Linked DNA regions of Anser cygnoides: region 2 is linked to region 1. The links are chromatin contacts, called in public Hi-C maps. All regions are on one chromosome and are shown on one strand. The core of a region is the stretch at or near the end of the contact, and the rest is flanking DNA. Distances in the headings are between cores, read along the strand shown.

Region 1 (6,625 bases), core at 1,690-4,189:
ACGGCTGAGACACTGGGGCTGCTTATTTTAAAGACAAGTACAGTTTTGGCACTGAAATGTGTTTTTCTAGGTCTCTCTTTCTCCTATTTGTATAATATCCCACACAGCCAATGCCTTTAAATTCTTCTGTACTGTGGATACTAACAGGGAATATATGAGCTGCCTCTGATGAAATGCTGTTTTGCAGTAATACCTATTGTGCAGATGGATAGCGGAGACCCAGAAAAACAAGATTTACTTCCACCAAAGTATTTTTGGGGACTCAGCTCTCATGGGTTTCAGTGGAAGTTAGGCACATCATTATCTTTGTGGGTCTAGGTTTAAGTGATTTGTACAGGAACTTTCAGAAAGTGTGTCAGAACAGAGAAATAAATCCATTTCTCTCCTGTCACAGGTTAATACTTTTTTCTTCTGAACAGTTCTTTCTCAACAATGTCTCTTCCTATTTTCCCCGGTCAGTCTGTCTCTACACATACCTTACAGCAGAACATATGCCCAGAGGGTACTTGCTGCTGGGTATCTCTGGCTACAAGCACCCCTGGTGAAATGTCTGTTCACCAAAAGTAAAGCTGTGCAGATGAAACTTATCCCTAATGAGCAGGGACATAATTTTCAGAATTAGAGCGGCAGAACCCATAAAGCTTTCAGAAAGCCTTTAAAGTATTTCTGTTCAGGTGGCGAACAAGTTGACATTGTTGAATTTCCTAAGTATGAGAATAATTTCAGTAGATGTACTATTGAACTACAGAATTAGTCTGGTCTCCTGACCCGTTGCAGAAAATCTGAAATTGTTGTGGATAATAAAGTCTTTATCAGATTTGGAAAAAATAAGTCCCTTTCAGTGGCATATGAGGAGCTTTTTATTTCAAAAAGCAAGTAAATATGGACAAGGAGAGGATAAAATAAAGAAGAGAAGTAACAAATTTCATCATAAAGGAAAGTCAGTTTAAGGTGACTTGGGAATCCACTCAGGAAAAAACAGGTGTAACATAATAACTTGTTTTACTAAGTAAATTATAAATAAATAAATAAATAAATAAACTAGATGAGAATTGAAGAACTGTGTGAACTGTGGTATGCATCACCTTAGATTAATTCAGGATAGCAGAGGTAAGTCTAGAGATAATGCCTGCAGAAAAGAGGACTTCAACATACGTAGACGTGCTTGGGCTCTGAGACTTGTGCCTGCAGACACGGGCAGCTGGGCACTGCCAGCCCGGATCCAGCCCATCACAGGCACCGGGAGTGAGCGGGGGGCTCCTGCTTGGCAACCGGCAGTCTCCAGTCCCACAGGATTTGGTATCACAAATCAATGTGTTTCAGAAGGGTGAAATAAGTCATTTCTTGTAAGATATTTTTTGTTTGCTATACCTCGAGTGCTGTGTTCAGCTTTGGGCCCCTCAGTACCAGAAGGACATCGAGGCCCTGGAGCGTGCCCAGAGCAGGGCTACGAAGCTGGGGAAGGGCCTGGAGCACAAGTCCTGTGAGGAGCGGCTGAGGGAGCTGGGGGTGTTTGGTCTGGAGAAGAGGAGGCTCAGGGGAGACCTCACTGCACTCTACAGCTACCTAAAGGGAGGTTGTGATGAGGAGGGGGTCGGCCTCTTCTCTCAGGTAACTAATGATACGACTCGAGGAAATGGCCACAAGTTGCGCCTGGTGAGGTTCAGGTTGGAAATGAGAAGACATTTCTTCTCAGAAAGAGCAGTCAGGCATTGGGACGAGTTGCCCAGGGAGGTGGTGGAGTCACCGTCCCTGGGGGTGTTCAAGGAAAGGCTGGACGTGGTGCTTAGGGACATGGTTCAGTGGGTGACACTGGTGGTAGGGGGATGGTTGGACCAGGTGATCTTGAAGGTCATTTCCAACCTTAATGATTCTGTGATTCTATGACTCTAAAGTACACGTCAGAACAAGGACTCAGCTCATGAGGTCAAACGGGTGTTACAGCCAGAAGGCTTTGTCATCCTGCACTTGTATTCTGAGGAATAACTCCAGGGAGGAGAGTTCTGACCTTCCCACGAAGAGATCCCGGCAGCAGACTAACTTCCTTCTGGAAAGCCTTCTGAATCCCATGCTTTTCTTCCCACATGCTTCAGAAGCAGAATTTCAGCCTAACCCTCTCCAGGCAGATGTCGCCTCATTTTGTTACTGACAAACTGAGGGAGGAGGAAGGCCCAAAACAATGAGTGTTTTCTTTTCTGTGTCCCCAGATTCAGACCTCTGACAGTACAGCAAGAGGAAAAGGATCATGTTAAAAATGAACAGAGAAACCTAAGAGATAATATACAAATTATACATCCTCTCCATGAATGCTGTATTCATCTGCAGGGATCTTATCTTCAAAGGGAAACAGTTGAAGTAACATTTAGAGAGAGGCAGGAAAAATTATTAAAGACACAGAAAAACTTTCTTGTATGTAGAAATCTAGACTGGAAATGAAATGAAAGAAGAGAGGACCATAAGATAATGAATCATGCCAAGGAAACAAATTAGAGAGTGCTATTTACTCTTACTCCTTATTTCAGATAGAGATGTACTCTGCAGCATTCAGGTAGATTTTATTTAAACCTGCAGAGTGGAAAACTCTTCATTTTAAATGCAGCAGCTTAAAGCAATTCAATATAAAAGAGGTGTTTTTGGAATACCTCCTCGAATAAAAGTAAAAGGTATTCTGAAAACCCAGAAGCAAAGCCTTTACCAAAAAATTCAAAGATCGAATAGGAAGAAATCTCATGATAGGTTTTTAAAGGCAAGAAGACTTTAGACCTCAGTCTACCATGTTAAATAGCCAAATATTCAGATTGAAAGTGTTCATTACATATGTGGGAAAAGGAGACTTATAAATAATTCCAAGAAATGCTCAAAAATTAACACATGAATGATTTGGGGTCACATCTGTAAAGGTATCCACATTATTAAAAGCAGATCTCATCCAAAAAGAGTTAGTGGAGAACAGTGCTGCAAGGAAATTATTCAAGACTCTTGTTAACATCAAAACTATTGAGAGAAAAAAAAATATTCTGCAGTGAATAGAGAAAAAGGTATATTCGTCAACAGTGATTACAGATGACAGAAATAGTTCTGGCTCAGTTAGCAAGGTGTGTGTGTGTGCAATCATAAATGCAGGGGTGAATTTAGTAACAGGGTAATGATCACCTCCAATTCGGTGATGGCTACCACACTGCTGACAAGCGTGCAGCTGGAGCGTGATTACAAAAGTGTTCGATGTCCTTTCAGTCCACAGAGCAGCAGGTTCAGGTGACATGCTGAGTCACAAGTTTTACAGGAAATCAGTGAGGAAACAAATGAACCTTTAACTGACGTTATAGATGTTCGCTGGGTTAAGAAAACTATTGGAGGGTTAAAAAGAGGAAAACAACATCGTATTTCTTAAAACTAAGATCCACCTTATAAATCGAAGACAAGGGAAAATAATTCAATATCATGATTTCTCCTATGAAACCTGCAAATACGACAAACATTTGTGCTGTAGAAGTTCTGTGAGCAATGTCAATAGCACTGTTTACTGAAGTGTTCATGTTCATATTTGTATTTCACTTTGTAGAAACTCATCTCACCTACCTGTATTTTCGAGTCTGCTAACTTACTAAGCACACTTCTAGTATTGTTTGGGGGTTTTCTTGAGTGATTGCTTTGTTGTTCCTATTGTGTTTATTTTCAAGTTCCTCCCCACCCACCAATCTGTTTCCATAGCTATACTATTCATATTTATGTATGTATTTATGATTTTTATAGGCGAATGTGTTCTGTTCATCTCACTTAAGATTGGTATACCATTAGAGTGGGTACCGCATATACACATAGTAAGAAATAGCACCTGCTGAGAACAGATTATAGTCTAGGTGCAGAAATTCAGTACTATTCCTAATTGTTCCTAATTTTTATAAAGCAAAATCCCCAAAACTGTGGTAATGGCCAGATCTCCTGAGTCCCAAATTATTGCTTTACCACAAGATTGATGTGAGCCTTGGGGTGCTCTTCGGGAGAAATATTGATGGCCTCTACTCATGTTTTGTTGTTGTTGTTTTTTAATTATTATTTTTACTGTGTGATGGTTGGAGAACAGAGTGATGAAAAAGGTTCTTGTTTGGTTTTGTAAGTAATTAGTATTACACACTTTGAGTCCTATATTAAAGTAATACTGTTAAAACAAGATGGAAGATGTTGAATGGAAGACCCAAATCTCAATTAACCAAGCAAAACCACCCTGTCAGGAGCTGTAGGACAGAACTGAGAGTAACGTAAATTATTTTCTTTTAAAGTTAACTCATTAGATTGAAGAGGTTTTATTAAAATAGAGAAGCAAAATGTGATCATGTGCTATTTACTCATTTTTAGCAGAAGTTTCATTAAGCATACTTTATTTCATAAGTACTTGGAAGTGAGGTTTCACATCCTTTCTGAGTCTTTTGAAATATGGGCTCTTTTTGACATGGTAAATATCCAGCAGTCCCTTTGTCTAGCAGCACTTTTATTATTTTACTGTACAGAAACTATTAGAATTAGGGATTTTATTTTGAAGCAGAAAGATCATCTTCTGTAGGAGTGTAATGGAGGGCATCTGTAAAGTCTTCCCTGGGTTGCAGCAGAGTTTCTGCTCTTCTAATCTCTCTTGAACCTTCATCCATCACTATTCTCACTGTGAGATTCCATGTTTGGATGGGGTTTTTAGGATGACAACCAGCCCATTACTTGGTTATTTTCTTTCACTGCCACTGTTTATGTTTTTTTTTCTTCTGACTACATACAACTCCATTAAATAGTTTATTTTGGAGTTTCCTTTAAAATTGTGAAACTGGAAAAAAAATGGTAAAATTAGTTCCTCCTCAGCAGTTTCATTCAGAAAGTATAGCACATGATGAATGGTCTTGAAGATATCTACTGATTTTAGTATCCATCTTTGTTTGAAGTTGAATTTCCTTGCTTTAATCTAGTATTTCTCAGCATTGATACAGGAAATAGCTTCTTTGATATTCATGTACCGAAAATAACAATAGTCATTATCATGGGTACCATTGTGTCAGGACTGATGGGTGGCTGATGACTTTAGAAGCCTCTGCAACATAAACATGTGATAACTGCCTTTTACTTGATTATTACTGTATATATATATATATATTGTTTTTAATCAATATATCTTGAAGTGTGTTACCAACAAAGTCACCTCAGATGAGGAAATTCAGATTCTGAAAGAGAAAGTGGTTTGTTGAAGGTCACCCCAGCAGTTGGTTCAGCCTCAGGAATACAGCTAAATGTCATGGAAAAACTTATGAGGAAATGGATCTTTCTTTAATTCTGGTTTTGATGGCTCTAGTGAATGAGACGTTGAACCACGCTCTGAGTCATAATGACAGAATGATAAAGAGTGATCTATTCATTGGTCTCCAACAATCTTGTGCTATCAGCAGCACAGACATCCCACGGGGATTTTTGTTTGTTTGTTTTTCTAAAGTATGAAAATATGTATTTGAAAGACTGTTTTGTTATGCACACCAGAGCTTAGCTTCAGGAAAGAGTGAAGCTTTTCAAATATGTAAGAAAAGTAGAGTTGTTACTCCCAATATGCTCCACTGTGATCTTTCAGAAGACAGAAGTAATACATTTCAAAATTTATAAACCAAAACCAAAAAATTATTTTTGTTTCAAGTTCAAAGGTGAAGTGCATTTGATTTTTAAGAGGAAAAACTTAAAATATTTGTAGTAGACATTCTTCAGCTTTCTCTCTTTTCATAACTTCGTGGCAAATTGGTGGACAAGTTATTGACTTAATAAAAACATATAAGCTTACACAGAGGCTTTTAATATGAAAAAAAAACAAAAAAAAAAACCAAAAAAAAAAACAAAAAAACTCAACCAAACCCTGAGAAGGTAGTTACGAAATAACTTATGATGAATTTATGTCTAAGGTATTTAGAAGAGCGAAACTATTAAACAGATCTTAAGCTATCTTAAGAGATGATAGCCTTGTCCAAGTTCAATAGCTCTTCACATTCATCTGTTCAAATGATTGTGAAATACTTGGATGGTAACGGGAACGGAGGACTGGCAGACTCCCATGTCGTGAATGCAGTGCAACAACTATTAAGATTTATTTGATGTTTTACATCACTGAGTTTTAGATGAGTAGTCATTAAATTCACAGGAAGAACTTAATTGACTTTGTAGTTCTCTTTGCAGCAACAGAATAGATTTCTCTTGGTGCCTTAGAGTTTTATGATGCGTAGAAACAAAGAAATGAAATACCTTGGGTAGTTATCCTGTTAATGAATATTCTTGATATAATACGCTATTTCCTACCCCCTTCTTTGGATTCCAACACTTAGGAAAATGTAATATGAAATATAAGATAGGCAGTAAAACAAATCATAGTTTGGGAAGGAACATATATAGAAGGGACTTTATGTTGGCTACTTGGGGTGGATGTCTTTCTAAGCGAGTATATAGGATCACTTAAAACTGTTTGGAAGAAGATTTGTACGAATGCTTTTTTAATTGCATGTTTTTAAAATGAAGGAAGAGGCACAAGTGGTGTCAAGGAGTATTTTAGCAAGATGTTTCAGAACAGTATTGCACAATTCCAGCCCTTCAAGGTGGAAGTATTTAATCA
Region 2 (6,292 bases), core at 3,783-6,282, 40 kb after region 1:
AAGAACTAATCAGGCAGGCATCTCATGGAAGATTTAGCACACTTGTGCTAAAAGGAGCACACATTCCTCTGAATCAAGGATATATTCATCATTGCTGCTCCTGAGCTGTGATCTTATTCATTCTAGAAGAATCAAAAAGACTAAGGCTAAGTCAGTGCTCCCTTGAGAAATACCCGGAGCAAGAGCAGGGGCTGGAGGAAGTGATACCGATGACTCAACAGCCAAGGCCAACACACTGCCTTATTTTAGACAATGTCCTCTTGGATATACTCATGTTTCCTCATGAGTGGCTGATGACAAAGGTCTTACCTACCTGTGGTCACAAGTACCTCATGACATTTTTTCTCAAGAATAGCTCGAGTGCTGTGGCCAAAGCGAGCGCAGGATTCACTGTGGGACTCGATTAACTTCCACTGCAGTTTCAAGTGAATGTTAAACTTCGCCTGCCCTAAAAATCCCCCTGTGTGGACCCTGAGGTACTGTGTGGTCTGTCAGCCGAGCATTTCACTGAGGGGTGGTGCTCTGTTATGCAGTGGGTAAGATGCTCCTAGGAAACATGCTTCCTGGAGTGGAAGCTGTTAGAATATCCTAAGGACAGCTCCTCTGCTCTCGTGCTGGTGCCAAAGCTTTAAAGTGATGGCTTCTCAGTACAAGTGCAGATTCTTCTGCAAAGCTACCAGTCGGCAAAGATTTTTTCATTTTTAACATATAGGGTTCTGACTGCAAACAGGGATTCCAAATCTTCCATAAATAATGGTTTTATTTTCTGGTCCTAAAGCACTTTCAGTGAACGCACATTATTTCAGACACATGGCACGGTCACAGCAGTGCCCAGAGGAGGATCCTGTGTCTAGGTGCCAGCGGATTCTAGGCTGCAAGCCAGTAACTGTAAGAGGGAGGAACATCACATTGATTGTTACGCAGGTAAAATCCTGGGATGCGTGTAAATCATGCGATGGGTACCCATGGATGTGCTTAGCCTTCTGCATGAGTAATCATCTCTTAACAGAACGGCGTCAACCTACCTACAACCCGTGTGATTTATTGTTTCAAAGTGCTGCCTAAAAACAGCAGCGGGGCTGGGGAGAGACTGTGCCTCACGCGGTTATTCGGATGTTAGTCCCGACCCGCCGACAGAGCTTGAAAGCACGCACATGAATTGAATTGCATGGGAAGCTTACCAAAGGAAGTGTTTGCTTGTAAACTCAGTATGAATAGGATCTTCTCTGACCGCAAGGGAAATGGAGAGACGCTCATTCACTGTCCGCTTGTGCAATCAACTTCTGAAGTAAAAACAAGATTTGAGGTTTAAAACCTGAGCCTTCACACATCTCACAAGCAACAGAAGAAGCCTTCATGCTCCTCGGTCCACACAGGAACGAAGTCAGGAGGTGCTGCTCATGAGACTCCCTGGATTTGATAACAACAGGGTTATCAAAAGGGAATTATTCGGCTTTCCTAGCAACAGCAGCCCTCAGAAGAGTTTCTGGGAGGGCTCGAGGGGAGACATCTGAACGCCATTACATTTCAGTTCTTTTGATGTCACTACATGCCTGTCATGTGTTTTATATCTTAGCATTGAATCTGCCACTGAATTTCACAATGTGTAAGGCTGGTTGTAGGGTTACCACAGATGTGATTCCTGCTATAAAGCGGGGCTTTTAAGTTCTTTATCACCTGGCCACACGACTTCTCTTCGAGCCTTTTCTGCACGGGAAGAGTATACAGCAACTCCGTAGCAGATCACGGGCTCTCTGCTGGTTTTACATTACTGGCTTAAAGGCTAGCTGTAGTTTAAATATCATTACATGGCTTGAGATGACTTGTAAAATAAGGATAGTTATTTTACATCATTTGCCTGATAGTTTAATATTCACTGAGACATTTGTGTGTCATGCGTCCGTCATCCGATAACTAAAATAATGACTTTTTAATTTCTTCCCATAGCAAGCGCCCAGTTTATTTATAAGTGGCCTAATCTAATAGAGATTTACGCTGTGTATCCCAGGAGACACATTATCAAAGTAACCAGACCTGTCCCAAGCACTTGGGAAGTGGGGAGATGGTTACACAATTCTCATTGCCGCCGGCTGCTCCAGTTACAGAGATAAAGGGTCAGAGAAGTGGAGCAGTGGAGATAACTCTGCGAGCATCTCAGGAGAAGCAGCTGAGCAGGTGAGCGTAGGCACGGGCTGAGGGCGAGACAGGTAGATGCTTGAATGCCACAGAAGAAAAATTTCCTTAAAATAACATGCAAGGAGAAGGGATGCCCGAGGTTCCCGTTGGCTGGGAACTCCTTAGACTTCCTCGGGACTTGGGAAGTGCCTGTTGCGCACTGTTGTCCTTTGCCAAGGACAAGGACTTGTGTTCCCAAGGGCCACCCCTGCCCCACCTTACTGCTCTTGGAGCATCCAGGGCCGGGTGTTTGGTTCCCTGTATTTGCTGGGTAGAGCTGAGTTTCTCTCTTTGTGTATGCTAAGCAGGTAGCTCAAGGAAAATCTTTTTTTTTTGGGGGGGGTGGGAGGAGGGGATGAGATGATGAAAGCTTGAGTAGGGAGAAGAAGGCAGACCCCAATGGCTTGTGATTTCAGGGCACTAATGTGGGTGATACACCTGGATGCCCAAAAACCCGTGAAGTGACCTCCAGTGTGTCTGAACACGAGTCTGCTATGGCAGGTGCAGTAGCCCACGTCGTGCAAAAACCTTCTAATGCTGAAATGCTGCAGCAGTTCTGCTCTCCACAAAACTCTCCTTTGAATTGCTGCTTCTTTCTGCACCGGTCTGTAAAAAAACAGGCTCGCATGCAAGCAGTGGCAGAGACGGCTGAGGAGGACAAGTTTCGGCCCTCTGAGAAGCACCAGTGCTGTGCGGCCAGCCACCCTTGGCATCTCTTTTTTTGTTGGTGGTTTGGTTTGGTTTTATTTTTGGATATGTATATATTTTTTTATTTTGTGGATCAGCCAAAATTAGAAAAGACAGAAACCCCAAACCTGGAATCACTTCTCTTTCCGCTCAGCGGCATGTTGGAAAGAACTTGGTGAGGGTGAGGAGGAGGCTGGATGCGGACCTTTCCCTATGATCCATACCCAAACCTGACTGAGAATATGGTACGGAGCACTCTTAATTTGGTTAATTGTTAACTCTGCATCGCTACTATACGTTCAGTCATGATATTAATGGTATGGGCACCCAACAGCATGTCAGTTTTAAAGAAGCAGTGAAGGTTTCCTGCTGGGAAGAGCTGCCCCCATCATGCAGAGACCTTCTGCCGGCCAGATTTAACCTGGGTTCACCTCAGCCACATTTTGGCAGCAGAGCCAAAACTCTTCTGTCTGTGTAGCAGCCGGGGGGCACCGACCAGATGCTGCTGCACACTGACAGCACCCATGAGTACCTTTCTGTAGGCCTGTCGCTATTTTGGCCAAGCGCCTACACCATGCCCCTGTCCCCGAAATCCCTGACACGCTCTCCTCACCACACCTCACGCTCTCTCGGACGTAGCAAGCGGTGCATTAATGCAGAAGCCGCTGACCCAGTTCAGCCAGCAGCGCTATCCCCGTCATCAGCCTTCCAGGAGGGGAAACGTAAACCAAAAAAAGTCCGACGGGCCTGCGTGCGTGCTTCACCTATAAGAGGAACGAAATAAACCAGCACGTTCTGCGTTGCGGTGAATCGCTCCAAAACAATCTGCAAACATTCGCCGAATTGTCTTTCTGTTACAAAAAAAAAAAAAAAGAAAGGAAAGGAAAATGCAGCCCCTGGGATATCCCTTTATGGCATATGCATTTTATGTTTAAATGCATTAATGGGACTGCTATGCCGTGAGTCATCCAGCACCAGAGTTTCATGTGTTTCTTAAAATACACTACAAGTAGCTGAGGGCAGGCGGGGCTCCGCCGTGCAGTTATCCGCCAGGAATCCCAGCGGGTACCTGCGCTCGTGGCATCACCGCCACAGTGGCGGGGACCCCATCCTGCTCCCTGCCTGCAGCTAAAGCAGGGGGACCAGAGCAGGATGGGTGCTGGGCCTGCAGGAACAAAACCGGGGCTCCCTCAGCTATTAGGGAGCCTCAGCACCGGATTGCAGAACATTTGCATATATGTAAACAGCAAAGCTGGGAGAGTTTCCTTCTGGAGCACTCTTGTCAAAACTACAGCTGTCTGTGCTTTTTTTTTTTTTTTTTCCGGGGATGATTTGTTGTCTTTCTTTTTTATTTTTTGCTCCCATTTCCTGGCAGTCCCGGCTGAACACCTCTTGTACGTGGCTTTAAACCCACACTCCTGAGCCGGCCGGTGGCTGTTGGGGTTGATCCTGCTCCACACCGGCCGCTTCAGCTGCTCGTGGGGATGCTGTGCCGTTTGGGGATGCTGTGCCGTTTGGGGATGCTGTGCCTTTTGGGGATGCTGTGCCTTTTGGGGATGCTGTGCCTTTTGGGGACGGCACATGGCTTCGAAACGAGGGGTAGAGTTATTTCTGGTGGTGAAGCCCACGCTCCCGAAGGAATGCTGGTGAGCCCGCACCAGCGCTGTGGGGCAGGCTCTGGGATGAGCAAAGGTTAAAGAGCGGCTGGTGAGGCAACCGCGGGGCTGAGGTTGTGGTGAAAGCACACAGGAGGGGCTCGTGGCGATGGAGCGGGGCTCGCTTTCTCTCCACGGTCAGCCTGGCTTGGGTTTTTTTCGGTTTCACCCCTCACAGAAAGCCTCGGCGGTGCTGCCTCGAAGCCCCACGGAGCCCCCCGAGCTTTCTGACACCAAACCCTCGCTGCCACTTCCGGGGGGGGCTTCGCAGAGGCTCCCCTCTCCCTCGGCTGCCCCTTCCCTCGTCTCCAGCGCCTCGGGCTCTCGGGGAAAGGGTTCCGGGGACGCGGGGACCCCCCGGCAGCCCCGCGCCCCCCCCGGCGGGGCGCTGCGGGCCGCGGGGCGGAGCGGGGCGCGGCGAGGCGGGGCCGAGCCTTCCTCCCCTCCCACTTCCCCGTGCGTCAGGGCCGGGGTAGGAGGGGGGAAAAGCGATTTTTTTTTTTTTTTTTTTTTTTTTTTTTTAAACCCTCCAACTACTTTAACGCCGACTCGGCGGCAGATGGTGGACACGGCGCGGGGCTGCGGCGGGGACAGCAGGGGGATGCGCCAGCCGCGCTGCTTCCTCCACCTCCTCCTCCTTTAGCCCCACAGCCACCCCGAAACACCCCCCCCCCCCCCCCCCGGCTCCTCTCCCCTCCCGGCTCCCTTCCTCGGCTCCCCCCATGAGCCGCCCGGCTCCTCCGCCGCCTCGCCGGGCCGCCGCGCTCCTCCTGCCGGCCGCCCGCTGCCGCAGCGCCCCGGCCAAGCGCCTGCCGCCGCTCCCGGACGGCCCCGCCGAGGAGGCTCCGGCCTCCAAGTGGCCTCGCCTGGCCGAGTGCCCCGCGGGCCCCCCGGATTGCCTCAGCGCCCCTTCTTCGCCCTGCGCCCCGTCCTCGCCCGCCGGAGGGGCGGCGGGGCCCAGCCTCATCGCCTCCTACCTGCTGCTGCCGCTGGCCGAGCGGGAGCAGGTGTCGAGGGCGCTGAGCGTCAGCTCCGGCAGGGAGCTTCGCTGTAAGGTGAGTTGGGGGGGGGGGGGGGGCTATGGGGGGGGGGGCGAGGAGTCGGGGTGTCCCTTCCCCGGGGGCTTCTTTTGGGGTAAAAGTCAGGGGAAACCTCGCCACGGAGCCGCCCGGCGAGGAGCGCCCTTCACAGGGGCTCGCTGAGGCGGTGGGGCGAGGCGAGGGGTTGGGGTACCCCAGGGGGGTCATCGTGAGGTGTTAGGGGGGGGTTAGGTTTAGGTTTGGCGTTTGCGGGTTGCTTTTTTTTTTGCTTTCCCCTCGCCGATGCGAATAAAGGGGCTCGGAGCCCGCTGCGAGCGGCGCTCCCGCGGAGCCCTGGCTGTCCTCCAGCTCCCTCGTCATTGTTTGGGAAGAGTTGCTATGAGCGAGGCCGCTTCCAACGCCCTTGAAAACGAACTTTCTTCTTAATTTCCTCTTCACAGGTGTTCCCCCTCAAACACTACCAGGACAAGATCCGGCCTTACATCCAGCTGCCGTCGCACCGGAACATCACCGGCGTGGTGGAAGTGATCCTCGGGGACACCAAGGCCTATGTCTTCTTCGAAAAGGACTTTGGGGACATGCACTCCTATGTGAGGAGCTGCAAGAGGCTGAGGGAAGAGGAGGCTGCCCGGCTCTTCAAGCAGATCGTCTCGGCTGTAGCTCACTGCCACCAGTCGGCCATCGTCCTCGGTGACCTCAAGCTCAGGAAATTTGTCTTCTCCAATGAAGAAAGGT

What was found. Hi-C and Micro-C count contacts between places; a contact is called where the count stands out from the background.
Region 2: a contact with region 1 is called in a Hi-C map of liver, with 3 times the contacts expected there. The contact joins the promoter of TRIB1 here to the enhancer-like site in region 1. A contact is called at or near these places in 2 of 7 Hi-C or Micro-C datasets (both in liver).

What each region holds. Positions count from the first base shown.
Region 1 is chr2:152,257,077-152,263,701 of Taihu_goose_T2T_genome, forward strand. All of the region lies in intron 5 of NSMCE2 (NSE2 (MMS21) homolog, SMC5-SMC6 complex SUMO ligase), which reads left to right. Among named protein-coding and RNA genes, the nearest start is that of TRIB1, 40 kb to the right of the region's middle. Within about 2 kb of position 2,940, at least 2 of the 3 cell types and tissues checked have open chromatin away from gene starts, as enhancers often do. A contact at or near this core is called in liver, where this site is marked.
Region 2 is chr2:152,295,477-152,301,768 of Taihu_goose_T2T_genome, forward strand. TRIB1 (tribbles pseudokinase 1) reads left to right here and starts at 5,033. Exons shown (of 3, transcript XM_066990736.1): 1 at 5,033-5,572; 2 at 5,998-6,290. The coding sequence starts at 5,240.